Regions from separate parts of the Mus musculus genome. Here regions 2, 3, 4 and 5 are each linked to region 1. Evidence: chromatin contacts called from public Hi-C and promoter capture Hi-C data. All regions are on one chromosome and are shown on one strand. Each heading gives the region's core, a stretch centred on a gene start, on an enhancer-like site or on the middle of the called end of the contact. The rest is flanking DNA. Distances are from core to core; before and after follow the strand shown.

Evidence for each region. Promoter capture Hi-C pulls out the DNA fragments that hold promoters and counts their contacts. Hi-C and Micro-C count contacts between places; a contact is called where the count stands out from the background.
Region 2: a promoter capture Hi-C map of pre-B cells shows a contact between it and region 1, with 3 times the contacts expected there. The contact joins the promoter of Mbip here to the promoter of Scfd1 in region 1. A contact is called at or near these places in 1 of 39 promoter capture datasets (pre-B cells) and 1 of 484 Hi-C or Micro-C datasets (liver).
Region 3: a contact with region 1 is called in a Hi-C map of muscle stem cells, with 3 times the contacts expected there. The contact joins the promoter of Brms1l here to the promoter of Scfd1 in region 1. A contact is called at or near these places in 1 of 39 promoter capture datasets (cranial neural crest), 3 of 484 Hi-C or Micro-C datasets (CD4 T cells, CD8 T cells and muscle stem cells) and 1 of 9 other capture datasets (adipose tissue).
Region 4: a promoter capture Hi-C map of pre-B cells shows a contact between it and region 1. The contact joins the promoter of Eapp here to the promoter of Scfd1 in region 1. A contact is called at or near these places in 2 of 39 promoter capture datasets (cranial neural crest and pre-B cells).
Region 5: a contact with region 1 is called in a promoter capture Hi-C map of pre-B cells. The contact joins the promoter of Sptssa here to the promoter of Scfd1 in region 1. A contact is called at or near these places in 3 of 39 promoter capture datasets (the C10 cell line, cranial neural crest and pre-B cells).

What each region holds. Positions count from the first base shown.
Region 1 is chr12:51,376,224-51,378,859 of GRCm38.p6, forward strand. It overlaps Scfd1 (Sec1 family domain containing 1), which reads left to right and starts at 1,290. Exons shown (of 25, transcript NM_029825.3): 1 at 1,290-1,413. The coding sequence starts at 1,362. It overlaps G2e3 (G2/M-phase specific E3 ubiquitin ligase), which reads left to right. Exons shown (of 15, transcript NM_001015099.2): 15 at 1-763.
Region 2 is chr12:56,344,602-56,347,237 of GRCm38.p6, forward strand. It overlaps Mbip (MAP3K12 binding inhibitory protein 1), which reads right to left and starts at 1,293. Exons shown (of 9, transcript NM_145442.2): 1 at 1,071-1,293. The coding sequence starts at 1,199.
Region 3 is chr12:55,835,016-55,837,651 of GRCm38.p6, forward strand. It overlaps Brms1l (breast cancer metastasis-suppressor 1-like), which reads left to right and starts at 1,351. Exons shown (of 10, transcript NM_001037756.3): 1 at 1,351-1,630. The coding sequence starts at 1,489.
Region 4 is chr12:54,694,591-54,697,226 of GRCm38.p6, forward strand. It overlaps Eapp (E2F-associated phosphoprotein), which reads right to left and starts at 1,304. Exons shown (of 6, transcript NM_025456.4): 1 at 1,121-1,304. The coding sequence starts at 1,194. It overlaps Gm22513 (a small nuclear RNA gene), which reads left to right and starts at 2,192; the gene lies at 2,192-2,355.
Region 5 is chr12:54,655,268-54,657,903 of GRCm38.p6, forward strand. Sptssa (serine palmitoyltransferase, small subunit A) reads right to left here and starts at 1,305. Exons shown (of 2, transcript NM_134054.2): 1 at 1,105-1,305. The coding sequence starts at 1,216.

The sequences.
Region 1 (2,636 bases), core at 40-2,539:
TTGTCTGAGAGCTCCTTGAACTCAAGAAACAAACTGTTTTTAGCAAATTTTCTAAGATAAAACTATCCCTTGATGTTCAATTATTTAAACCAAAAAATCTGGAGTTAAACAGCTACAATAAATCTAACTCTGAAGTCATGATTTTTATTCTTATAATCAACATTAATATCATTCTTGGTCGTAGCTTTGCAGGACTGTTCTATATAGTTACTCTTCTAATGAATATATATATCTTTATGTTTACTCCCCACATTACACCATTGGACAGAAACATGCACACTGTATAAATGTCTTAGTATTTTATGATAATGTGCCTTATAGTCTTGGAAGGAGTTAGTATGGAACTTAAATGGTCAAATGACAAATTTGTACTTAAAAGTGGGGATTCTCAGGTGAGTAAGATTAAACTCACTGGAAGGTGGGAAAGCCATTCTGCTCAAGAGTCCATGGACACCAGAATTGAGATACTTCCCCTAGGGCACAAACTGGTAGTTATAGATAACCTGTTGTAACTTTATAAAAATAGGTATCTACATCTGTCAAATGTGTTTTTATTGTAAAAAAAATGCAATCTTGATTTTAAAAAATAAGATAAATTATTTGTATAATTTTGAAAGCCAAATTTTTGAAAGTATGATTTCATTTCAGAATCTGACTGCCTGAGAATTAATCCATAATGCAGTGTCATCGGTGGGTTCATTGATTGGTAATAAGTTGTCATTGTATATATTTTTGACATTAATAAAATCTATTATGAAAATGGTCGATGTGAGATTTATTTCATAATCACAGGGCTCTAAATGTACCAAACCTGGCTGTGATCATCCGGATTCTGCTCACAATCATTTGTTTTTTTAATTTGCACTACTGAGAGGAAATTCTGCCATTTGGCTTTTCTGTGATTTTATACCCTAGCAGGCCAAAGCCCTTTCCTGAAGAAATCAAACGGAATAAATTACCACGCTTGTAGTTTCCCCCCCCCCTCCCCCCCCAGAGGAAAGAGGGAAGGGACACTACTGTTATGGAAATCAAGAAAACGCAATTTCTGGCGTCTCATTTGGCCTTGTAAATTTTTATGAGGATTTAAACTTGATGAGAAGTGCACTATCAATTAGATTGTAAGCGCTCCACCACGCCCATGCCCTGAGAAGCGGTTTAAGAGTAGCGACCTCGGGAGGTTCGCCCCGATTAGTTAGAAACGCTGCTGGGAAATCTGCAAACACCAATGTCTGTGAGGAAAGGCGAGGGCTGGGACCGGGGAGGCGGGCCGGCTGCCGCCATAGCCCGCCTCCTGGTTCTGCTTCCGGCGCGGGAGGTAGGGCCACGTCATCTTCGGGCTCCCAGTGCCAGCCGGGCAGTGGATGGTGGGAAGCAAGATGGCGGCCACGGCCAGCATTCGGGAGAGGCAAACAGGTACTCGGTATTTCCTTCTCTGCAGTGTGTGCCTCAGCAGCGGCCTGTCATCATCTCTGGGTTGTTCGTACAGCTCGGAGTTGAGCTTTGAGAGCTGCTCCGTTTTGAGGTTGTGGGGAAGAGATGCCTGTAAGCTTCACAGCCTTTACCACAGGCTGCTTGCTACAGTGCTAGCTACTTATTTTTTAATTGCCGAGTTTTAGAAGGCCATCAGGGCAAGGACCAGCAGCTGGTGTTTTCTTTCCTGTCTTGTCACTTAACGAGGTCTATAGGTTTGTGTTCGTATTTCAAGTCTCCCAGGTCGGTTTGGTTTTCACTTTCAGTTTTAGGGTTTTTTTTAAAAAAACCTGTTTTTGACACTTGAGCCATGATTACAAAATCTAAGTATTCTTTTCCGAGCACCTTACTTTATGCCATCATCTTTGGACCCTTTGGGAGAAGCTGATGGAAAATGCCAGGTGATAAAGCTGGAAGAGACTTCGGAATGTCAAATCAAATTAACAGCGTCCTCTTTCAGTTGTTCCACAGATAATAATCTTAAAATATAGAACAGTTGTATCTTAAGTAGAGCATATTTGTACACCCATTTATAAAGTAAAAATTTAAAGATACATATTTCTTCCCTTGGTTTTAGTTTAGTTTTTTTTTTTTTTTTACATGTGAGATACACCTGATTTTCCTTATTTTCAGTAAACTCTAGAAACTTAATGTATGTATATTGGCCCCAGAATAATTACCTATACGTATATCATATATAATGTGATATGTATAAATCAGAACTGACTTACATATACTACTTATCTAGTAACTCCCAAAGAGAATAGAAATCGTCCATAAGCGATAAAGAACTTTAATTCTCTTGAACCTATGCTTATTTGTATGAAAAACAATTGGTTACAAGCAATACAACATAGCAATAGAATTTGAACTGTGCCTGATTCCTTCCCTTGTGTTAAAAAAAAAAAAAGATAGATTTGAATGTAGCATACTTAACAGAAAACATACTGAGTTCTACATTTCTCAGTAGGTAATTTAGTAAAACGGTAAAGCATAACTTAAAATATGGTAAGCAAATATTATTTGAGAATGCTTGATAATTAATTTTATTTGCAAGCAAACAGAAGCCCAAGTTCTCTTAGAAGTTTGGGTATAATATCTTTTTCTTTGTTTGTTTGTTTGTTTGTTTGTTATTTTTTTCTTCCGAGACAGTGTTTCTCTGTGTA
Region 2 (2,636 bases), core at 43-2,542, 5.0 Mb after region 1:
AAGATCTGAGATGTTACTACTGAAATATTAATAAGGAAAGTGCTTAAGACTTTGTAAGAATTTTTTTCCTAATTGCTTATCAAGCAACTGAGTTTAATTTTTTTTAACTTTTCGAAGTCCAGTAACACCAAACAGAATGTACAACTCAAGTAGTTTGCCAGTCAGAATAAACTTACTAAGGTTTTCCAACTAAGGATTTTAAAAATAATCCTCACAAATCAGGTAAATGTCCTATTCTCACTGGTGGTACCACTGCCCTTGACATAAATGTGTGCTGTGTCCATTTCAAGCACTATAACCAGTCCCCAAACAAATTAGGAAACATGTTTGACACAAAACTCTTCTAAAAGCAGGCAAACATACTTTTGTTCCTTATTTAAACATTGCCTCATTTACATCACGACTATCTAGTAAAGTGTAACCTAGTTTTTAAAATCCAGGTTTACTGTGACATTTTCTGTAAAGAGCAATTAGCTAAGCTACACGACAGTCGTAATGTAGTTAGAAGTGGCCACACATAACTCATCCAACAATTCACACTAAAATTTAGGTATACTACAAATGAAATTGTGGAAATCCTTATATATCCCTCCCCGTTTAAAAGAGTAAGAGATGCAATAAATGGCAAGAGAAACAAAAAACAGAAAAACAAACAAATAAACAAAAAACCCCAGAGTAAATCACCCCCCAAGGAGTGGGGATGGCGCTAGGAAAAGTTTCAGGCCATATTAACCAGTGAGTTTCTGCGATAAATACACTGGAGGCAAAAGGACCGTGATCGCCAGGAACCTCCTTCACCCTCATCACCTTTTAGGCATCTTTTGGGCAAGCTTTCGTCGCCAGGACCCCAGTTTTCTCCAGACCTTGGCCATCAAGCGTGCCGCTGGCATCTCCCGGTCCCAGGAGCTGGGCCCAGGGTCTTCCGGGTGTCACAGCCCGGCCACGGCACACCAGCGGCACACACCGTGCCAGCGGGGCTCCGCGACCCCCGCCTCCGAGAGAACTAAGGGGACAAGGACCGGGATGCTCTCCCTCCCCACCCACCCCTTCCCCGCCGCACCCCCACTTACCTGTCTTGTCAGGGTGTGCAAGGAGCGAAAGACTTCGCAGAGGACCTCGCGGGTGAGGAGGGGGCTGGAGCATTGCTCCAGGCTCCTCTCGCTGCCGCTTGAGGAACTAAGCTCCGCAGCAGCAGCCATGACACCTTCAAAGCAGCCCCCCAACCACCGCGAACAGCGCTCACCCCACCCCTCCCTCGCGGACTTCGTCGCACTGAGATGACGTAAAACTAGAGCGTCTCACTTAGAGCTTGAGGATAGGCCCCACCCTCTGTGTGTGACAGACACACAGGAAGACCAATCAAGAGCAAGGATAGCTGTGCTCCGAGGGAACTTGTGTATGTGAAGCTGGACCTTCTGTCTGGTGGTGTTTTCTGTGGTCCACCTTGGTTTAGAAACCTACTTGGCTCTTAGATGCTCCCTGTGAATGTTGGCAGAGCCTTACTCTTAAGTGTTAGAATTTGAGTCCCGCTATTAAAATTTAAAATGTTAACAGTCGAGTTGTCTTGGAAAAAGATTGCGGGTTAGTGATGGAGCAGTGCTTTACAATTTTCTAATTACTAGAAACTTGACCCAGGATGATCGTTACTGGATAGAACATTTTCATCTCTATAAGACTGTTTGATATGAGGAATTTAAAAAGAACACAAGGGCTACATTATGCTTCTTTTTCCTACCATAGAACGACATTGATGACTACACCTGCAAAATAGTTTATGTCAAAGTTCTGACATGCAACGGGTTCTCAGTGCAATCACTGGACACTTGACCTTAAAATTGTTTCAATATAAATCCAATAGAAATATAAACCAGCCGGGCAGTGGTGGCGCACGCCTTTAATCCTAGCACTTGGGAGGCAGAGGCAGGCGGATTTCGAGGCCAGCCTTGTCTACAGAGTGAGTTCCAGGACAGCCAGGGCTACACAGAGAAACCCTGCCTCAAAACAAAACAACAAGAAAGAAAAGGAAGAAAGAAAGAAAGAAAGAAAGAAAGAAAGAAAGAAAGAAAGAAAGAAAGAAAGAAAGAAGGAAAGAAAGAAAGAAAAGACCAATTTATTCCATGTAACCACACTCTTTAAAATTAGGATATAAAACTAAATCGACTCTTGTTGGGTATTATTAGATAGCTTTATTTTAGCGAAAAAAGTTATAATTTTATAATGTAGAGTTCTATTAATTTTTTTTTCCTTTGAGACAGGGTTTCTCTGTATAACCCTGGCTGTCCTGGAACTCACTCTGTAGACCAAGCTGGCCTCAAACTCAGAAATCTGCCTGCCTCTGCCTCCCGGATGCTGGGATTAAAGGCATGCTCCACCATGCCTGGCTCTATTAAATTTTTAAAACAAGCTTAAAAGATAAAGGACAAAAGAATTAAAACTCTGGCGGCAGTGGCTCAGGCCTTTAATCCCAAAGCACTAGGGAGGTAGAGGCAGGTAAATCCCTTATGAGGCCAGCCTGGTCTACAAAGTGAGTTCCAGGACAGCAAGGGCTACACAAAGAAACCAAAGCTCGAAAAGCAAGCAGGCAAGCAAGCAAGCAAACAAACGATTTAAAACTCTTCTTCATGATAGTTGAGTGC
Region 3 (2,636 bases), core at 101-2,600, 4.5 Mb after region 1:
AAGTGGCACTATTAGGAGGTGTGGCCTTGCTGCAGTAGGTGTTAGAGCAAGTGTGTCGTTGTGGGCATGGGCTTTAAGACCCTCATCCTAGCTCCCTGGGAGCCAGTCTGAATAAGATGATGTAGGACCCTCAGCTCCTCCGGATGCTGGCATGCTCCCGCCTTGATGGTAATGGACAGAACCTCTGAACCTGTAAGAAAATGAGCAAGCTGAGAAAGGAAAAATATTTAAAGGGACACCGGGAAGTAGAACAGAGCAAAATCTTTTGTTTTAGGAGATAACAGATCCCACTCAGCTAAATTTAAGTCTATGTGTGATGGAACATACCTTTAATCCCAGGAGACAGAGCCGTGCAGATCACTAAACTCAAGGTCAGCCTACTGAGCAAGTTCCAGGACAGCTAAGTTTCATTCTACTTCCTGGTGTCCCTTTAATACTTTAACCATATATTTTGTTGATAAAATGGACATAATACCGACTCCTACCTTAGGGCTATTAAACTAAAAATTGAACTCAGCAAATCCATGCAGTGAATTTACCAAGATAACCTGATAAAGAGTGAAAGTGATCGGTTATAAGTTACGATTATTATGGTAGTTATGGCATCGTCCTTGTCTGTGTAATCCTGTTTTTGAAAAAAAAAAAATGACATCTTTTTAAGTCAAATATTTATTTTTCACTGGAACCTGAAATTAAATCAATTTAATTTGGGTAGCTTCTTCCATTAAAAAAAAAAAAAAAAAGTAAGAACGCAAGATTGAAATACTAAGATAAAATTTCCTTCCCCTCTGTAGTTTTGGTTGTAAAAATTCCAAGAACAATGAAATTTTCTTTGTGAAAATTATTTCTTACACATACAATTCAATTTAATAGTTTACTAGCTGTACTAAAGGTACTACTAGTGTAGAAGAGACGATTCTGTAACCCTCCAGGCTCACAGAGTATGCAAAGACCCTTTCAGGCAAAGGATCTTTTCACATTCTTCTCACAGTTTGAGTAGCTAGGCAGATCAGATAACCACTTGGCGGGAAAAGGATAAGTACAGACCAAATCCGCACAATCTGTTTCTGTTTAGTTTATAAACTGCGTCCCAGTATGTCAGCTTTCCTGCCTTGTGGGACTTGAAGTCCGAAGTGAGAAGCGATTAAGGCAGCTGAATCTTAGAAACCCATAGCCCCTGAAGCTCTGAGGCCTAAGGACTACAATTCCCGACAGACAGCGGAAGGCCGCGCCGTAATCACCGGTAACCAATCGTTCGCTTGCAAGACAAGCCACGCCTCTAGCTCCGGGACAGCCTTGACCAATGGCAGAGCTCGCAGCGCAAGCCTGCGGGTTAGGTTGTGAGGCTGAGGCCGGGGGTGGGGAGGAGTCGAGGGTTTCGGATCCAGCTCGGTGGCCGGGTGGGTCGGGGCGTTCGGCGCGCCCTTCACCGAAGCGGCAGTGGCCGGGCTGGGAGCAGGAAGTGGGAAGCGACGGCGAGGTTGGAAAATGCCGGTCCATTCTCGAGGGGATAAGAAGGAGACGAATCATCACGATGAGATGGAGGTGGACTACGCGGAGAACGAGGGGAGCAGTTCCGAAGACGAGGACACCGAGAGCTCGTCGGTCTCGGAGGATGGGGACAGTTCAGGTGCGCTACCCAGCTGGGCGGGGATGCCGGGTCCCTTGCGCCGCGCGCGCGACAGGCCGCGGTGCTCACGCCGGGCGGTGCGTCCTGCTGCGAGCGCGGGGCGGGGAGATGGGGAAGGGGCGGGGACTGGCTCGGCGTCTGGCACCCGGAGCTGCGGGTCGCCGCGGGCTCCAGTTCTGGCTCTGGCTCCCGGTGGGCTGGGCGCCCGCAGGCTTTGAGGACCCGAGGCGATTCTGTGCACTGTGGGACCCGCCCTAGGGTCACCTGGCAGTACCCTGGGGCTACCGGCTCCGGAGTGGAATGTCCGGCTGGCTGGTCTGGAAGACTGCAAATGTCCCTTAGCTGACACCACCGACCTCTTTACTAGTAGTCTCAGCAACCTTTGTCAGCGTTTTTGTGGGGGCTGAGGATAAATTTGCCTTGGTCCTTGGCGGGCTTGCCACTCATCAACCTTAGCTTTCAGGTCAGCCTCTCACCAGTACTGTCATCAGAGGACTGACTTGGGAACTCTCAGGTTCATAATAGGTCCCAAAAGTTTTCAAGACGAAGAAGGGACCAGCCTGAGGGATCATTTGGAATCTTTGTCAGTTTTTAATCTGGAAGATGTGGGCAGTGTTGACATTCCCAGAATCTTCAAGCTTTGGTTATTTTGTAACTTTGGGCTGTTTCTAACCCCTTATAAGTCTTTTAATACTTTAATAAAATGAATGGAACTGATTTCCCGGATCTTCCTCTAACCATATGACAGACTGAGAATGGCTTTGTCTAACCCTGGTTTTGGCTGTGTAATGGGAAGCATTGATAACAGGTTAATGACTGTGGTATCACCTCACACCTTTTTTTTTTTCAGGTTTGTCTGTCAAAAAAGTATACTTGGAAGCATGTAATGCCGATAAGTCAGCCATCCAAAAGTAAATATTTATGAAGTTTTTACTCATAAATATTTATACTCATATACTCATTTATATACTCATACTCATTATACTCATAAATAAACATGAGGATA
Region 4 (2,636 bases), core at 54-2,553, 3.3 Mb after region 1:
CAATTTCTGGGACCCACATGGAAGGAGACAAGTTGTAGATTAAGACGCGGAGAAAAAAGCCAGGCGTGAGCTGGGCGTGGTGGCGCAAGCCTTTAATCCCAGCACTCGGGAGGCAGAGGCAGGTGGATTTCTGAGTTCGAGGCCAGCCTGGTCTACAAAGTGAGTTCCAGGACAGCCAGGGCTATAGAGAAACCCTGTCTCAAAAAAAACAAAACAAAAAAAAAAAAAAAAAAAAAAAAACTGCGGGAAAAAGAACAACAAAGCAAAAGCCAGCTGCAAGAAATGCCTTGGACATTTTTTTCTTGTTTTAAGACAAAATCTTACGTAGCCCAGAACCAGCTTTGAACTCTTCACCCTCTGGCCTCCTAAATGATGGGATTATAGGCATACACTACCATGTCTGACTTAATTCATTTAACTTTTAAATTACAGTTTTAAAAATGTTGTGTATAGCCGGGCATGGTGGCGCATGCCTTTGGTCCCAGCACTTGGGGGGCAGAGGCAGGCGGATTTCTGAGTTCGAGGCCAGCCTGCTCTACAGAGTGAGTTCCAGGACAGCCAGGCTATACAGAGAAACCCTGTCTCGAAAAACAAAAGAAAGAAAGAAAGGAAGAAAGGAAGGAAGAAAGAAAGAAAAATGTTGTGTATATGGGCATATGGGTGCTATGGCATGCGTGTGGAGATCATAACTTAAAAAAAAAAAAAAAGCCCATTCCTTTTTTTTTTTTTTTCCATTCTCTATTCCCTAGTTTCTACTTGACAGTCTTCAAGATAAGTACTTCGTGCTAAGGGCCAGGCCCTCACTAGCTTAGGACACTGTCCCATACTTGTATTTCCATTTACAGATGCGAGGCCGAGAACTGACTTGCCTTCGGTCACAGTGCTAGTAAACGGTAAACAGGGTTCCATCTAAGGCTTCACGCCTGGGGGCCCACGTAATTCCGGAACATCCCTCTTCCCGCACTGCTGTCCATCCTGGTTCCCTAGAGACTGAGCAGCGCCATCAAGCGCCCCGAGGCTCCCGCAAGTGAAGCGGACGACACTGCGCCCAGGGACGGCCGGCGCGAACAACACAACGGCCTCAGCCAAGGCAGGGCGGAGACGCGGGGCAGCGGCCCACCTGCTCAGAGCCGGCTCCTCGTCGCTCGGCTCTTCCACCGCGTACGGGTCATAGTCATCCTGGAGTCGGTTCATGGCGACCTGAGGACGCCTACACCGCCCCGGCGTCTGTGTACTCCGCCAGCGCCTTCCCCAAAGCTTCCCGGAGACTCCACTTCCGCCCGTACTGCGAGTCCTTCCTGTGCGCCTGCGCAAGCCGTCCAGTGACAAGGATGCAAGAGACGGGGCGTGCGGAGGGTCAATGTTAACACGTCTCTACGTTTTCTTTTCCGCTGAAAATAGCAGTTGTCTTTGTGCATTTTTCTTCTCGCCGCCGCCGCCGCCGCCACCTCCTCCTCCTCCTCCTCTTAACTTAAGCTTTATTTAGGTTTTGAAAAGGTCTCACTAACCCAGTCTAACCTGTAACCAGTTATGTAGCCCAGGCTGGCTTCGCTCTGCTTACCGTGACCTGCGGAGAGCTGAGATTACAGTTGTATATCACTATCCAGTCAGATTTATTTCTTCAAAGTTGTTATCTTAGCCCTTCTCTCATGGTTTTTATTAGGTTTATTGGCTGTGTGCAAGTAAATAATGTATAATAGACCTACTCAGAAAAACACCACGGAAAAACGATTTTTCTTTTACTAGTTAAACTTAACAAGGGTGGATCTCTTAGAATCCTGTCCTCCGCTAGCAGAAACTGAATTGAGCTAAAAAAAACTTTTTCTTTGCCCAGAGCCTGGGCAGAAGCTTAGGTTTTGAATTCCAGATTCGATTGCCCACTACCAACAAACCCCGCCCCCGCCTCACAGCCTTAGTGGGCGGAGTCGCGTTGAGGGGCCTACAGACGAGTTCCCGCGGCGTCACCACAAAGGCGTGGAATATGTAGATGAGAATTTCACGCAAAGGCTACCGGTTCTCCCTAAATAGACATTTTTTTCCGTTATTGATAATATTTACATAATATAAGCGTATATTTATGGATCAAGGTTAGAAAAGAGAATATAATGTAGAGAAGACGCATTGAGGAAGAGACCGTAGTTATAAAGTAAGTATACAATGATGGAGAGCCTGCACACGGCACTCGCAACTCATACTTACCTGGCAGGGGAGATACCATGATCACGAAGGTGGTTTTCCCAGGGCGAGGCTCATCCATTGCACTCCGGATGTGCTGACCCCTGCGATTTCCCCAAATGCGGGAAACTCGACTGCATAATTTGTGGTAGTGGGGGACTGCGTTCGCGCTCTCCCCTGGCATTTTTGTTGAAAAAATAGAAAACATTTACTTTAGCATTGCGAAAGACTTGCTTTCTACCTGGTGTTTTAGTTTTTTTTTTTTTTTTTTTTTTAAAGATTTATTTATTTATTATATATAAGTACACTGTAGCTGTCTTCAGACACTCCAGAAGAGGGCATCAGATCTCATTACGGGTGGTTGTGAGCCTGGTTGCTGGGATTTGAACTTCGGACCTTCGGAAGAGCAGTCGGGTGCTCTTACCCACTGAGCCATCTCACCAGCCCTAGGTTTATTTTTG
Region 5 (2,636 bases), core at 55-2,554, 3.3 Mb after region 1:
ATTAGGCATAAATTTAAATATAGATGTTATCTGACCTACAAAATCCAAAGAGCAAACTGAAGCTACAAATAAACGATTCGGAAAATCAGGCTTTCTTAATCCGGAGCCCCAAATATACATTCTGGTTATTAAACTTTAGGTTAGGAAATAATTGCTCACAGTAATAGTCTTGCAAGACGCTAAAATTTTTCAAGAGTCAGCTCCAAATAACCTCATGCTATTTCCACACCAGCACCCTTGAAAAAGCTTGCAAAGAAGCTCTACCTCAGTCCTAGGAACGCGTTTGTGAAGTTGTTCCTAACAAAGCTAAACCACAAGAAGCTGAGCGGATGAAATAAGCATGTGATGTGGTATATTCTTTTTATATTAAGGAAAGGAGAAGTGGAGCGTTAAAAGAATGAATTGCTAGTATTTCGTCGACACGGAAATCAGAGGATAGCGGCATAGACATTGGGCGAAAACAAACATCAGGCTTCACAACCTTGAGCTATTCGCTGGAGCTGTTAAAATTAGGCAAGATAACATACACACAAAGTGCTCAGCAAAGTCATCACTCAACAATTCTTAACCGGTGATAAACTAAACAACAAAGCACAGTTTGAAACCCCAGCAAAGTCTTTTCTGGGCACAGCTTGTACCTATGATGCAAAGAAGTCATAAATATAACACACTTTTAAAACTGCCATTTTGAAGCCCAAAAGGCCTTTCAGTAACTTACAAACTGCTTTCCAAAACTGTGTGGGAGTGTCAAGACCACGTACTCACAACCTGGTGAACTGGTTAGAGTTCTATCGCTCCAAATCAGGAATAGCTAAGGGTTAAAGACGCCCAAGCCCGGAGCGATTTGCAGCAACCCTGCCTCAAAGAATACTGAAGGATCAAAAGCAGGCGCGGCCGAAGCGGGACAAGGAAGCACCAGGGGAGACGTCGCCCTCCCGACTGCTTGCAGAAATCAGGATGCCTCCACCTTGGGCAGGGGAATTGCGTACAAGACCCGGATCTCCGCGGTTCCACCTCCCTTGACCCCAAGACACCCCCCCACCCCCTTCCAACCCGGCGCGCGCACCCCTCCACGCCCCAGCCAGGCCAGGACACACAGGATACTGAACACGGTTCGCTCCCAGGGCTCCAGCATGTAGAGCGCAGTGACCAGCAGGTACTGGTAGTAGAACCAGGACATCTGCTTCCATGCTCGCGCCAGCGCCATGCCCGCCATGCGCCTCCCGCGGTGTAGCAGCGTCAGGCGGGCCCGCGGCCCGCTCACCTCCTAAAGCCCCAGGCCTTGGGGCCCGCCCGCCACCACCCTGCGCCCATTGGTCCTGCCGAGCCTGCGCGTCACCGTGTACGCCCAACCCCGCGCGCACCCGAGCGGCCACCGCCGGCTCCTCCTGGCTTGCGCTTATTGGCCAAGCGGCCACTTCGTGTGCTCCTGTCCCGCCCCGCGCCTCGCCCGGAGCGAGCTCCCCAGCCCTGGGAAACGGTCTGGGTTTAAGTGCTAGTTCTGCATCTCCACGCGCACGCATGGCGGTTGCAAGACCGGCTTCAGTCCCCACTGGTGTCCATGCGAGATGGTGCCCTTAAGAGGCCGGATCCTTCAGACCAGCCCAGAAGGATTCCTTTAGAAACCAGTGTATGTAATCTCTCTCCTACCTCATGAATCCCTTCTGGGCCAAGAGATGATAGGGCTGGGTGAGAATGCTACTAAAGAGTCGGGCATGCAAATAAACAGTGCCTTGTGCAAGAGGGAATGCGGGGGTCAAAGAGAATGTGGATGCCAAATGACACCCAGCCAAGAAGATGTTGAAAACTGTAGAAGTAATATGTTCATCAGCTCTTCCCTTCCTCCGAGCACATGCGTGAAAACAGACCTATCTAGGATGCGCGCGCGAGTACACACACACACAACACACACACACACACACGCACTAGTATTCCCTAACCTAAAGACAAAAGAATTGGCCATAGACAGTTGCCAATATTTCTATGACTACACTTAGAAAACAACCATGTAGGTCACAATCAAGAGAAGTGCACTTGATCTAGTGGGTTCTAAAGACAGCTTGAGGTCAGCATGTGATCTGTCTCCTAAAGATTCACTCCTATGACCTGCAGCAGTACCGGCTGTATTCCACTCCTCTAAAGCCCATGCACTGTGTGCTTGTGAAATGACATAATTAAGTAGCCTGCAACTCACATGTCTAAAAGTTTCAAACCTGCTGCTTTAAGCTTTAAAACCTTTCCAGGTTGACAGGTATTAACTTAAATTCCTTATGCTCCTTACGAGCAAAGACCTTACAAACAACAATAGACTTGAGATCTGCTTTCACAAGGTGCCTAGTCATTTTATTTTATTTTATTTCGTCTTGTAGGTTACAGAACATCACGGAGGGAAGCCAAGCCAGGAACTCCAGGCAGGAGATTGAAGCAGAAACCACAGAGGAATACTGCTTAGGAGCATGCTCTTTCTGGCTTGCTCAACTTGCTTTCTTAAACGGCCCAGACCCCACTTGCCTAGCAATGGCACTGCCCACAGTAGGGAGGACACGCCCACCATAGACCAATCTCATGTTCCTCAGCTAAGGTTCCCTCTTCCCAAGTGATTCTAGTTTTTTGTGGAAATGAAAAACAAAAACAAA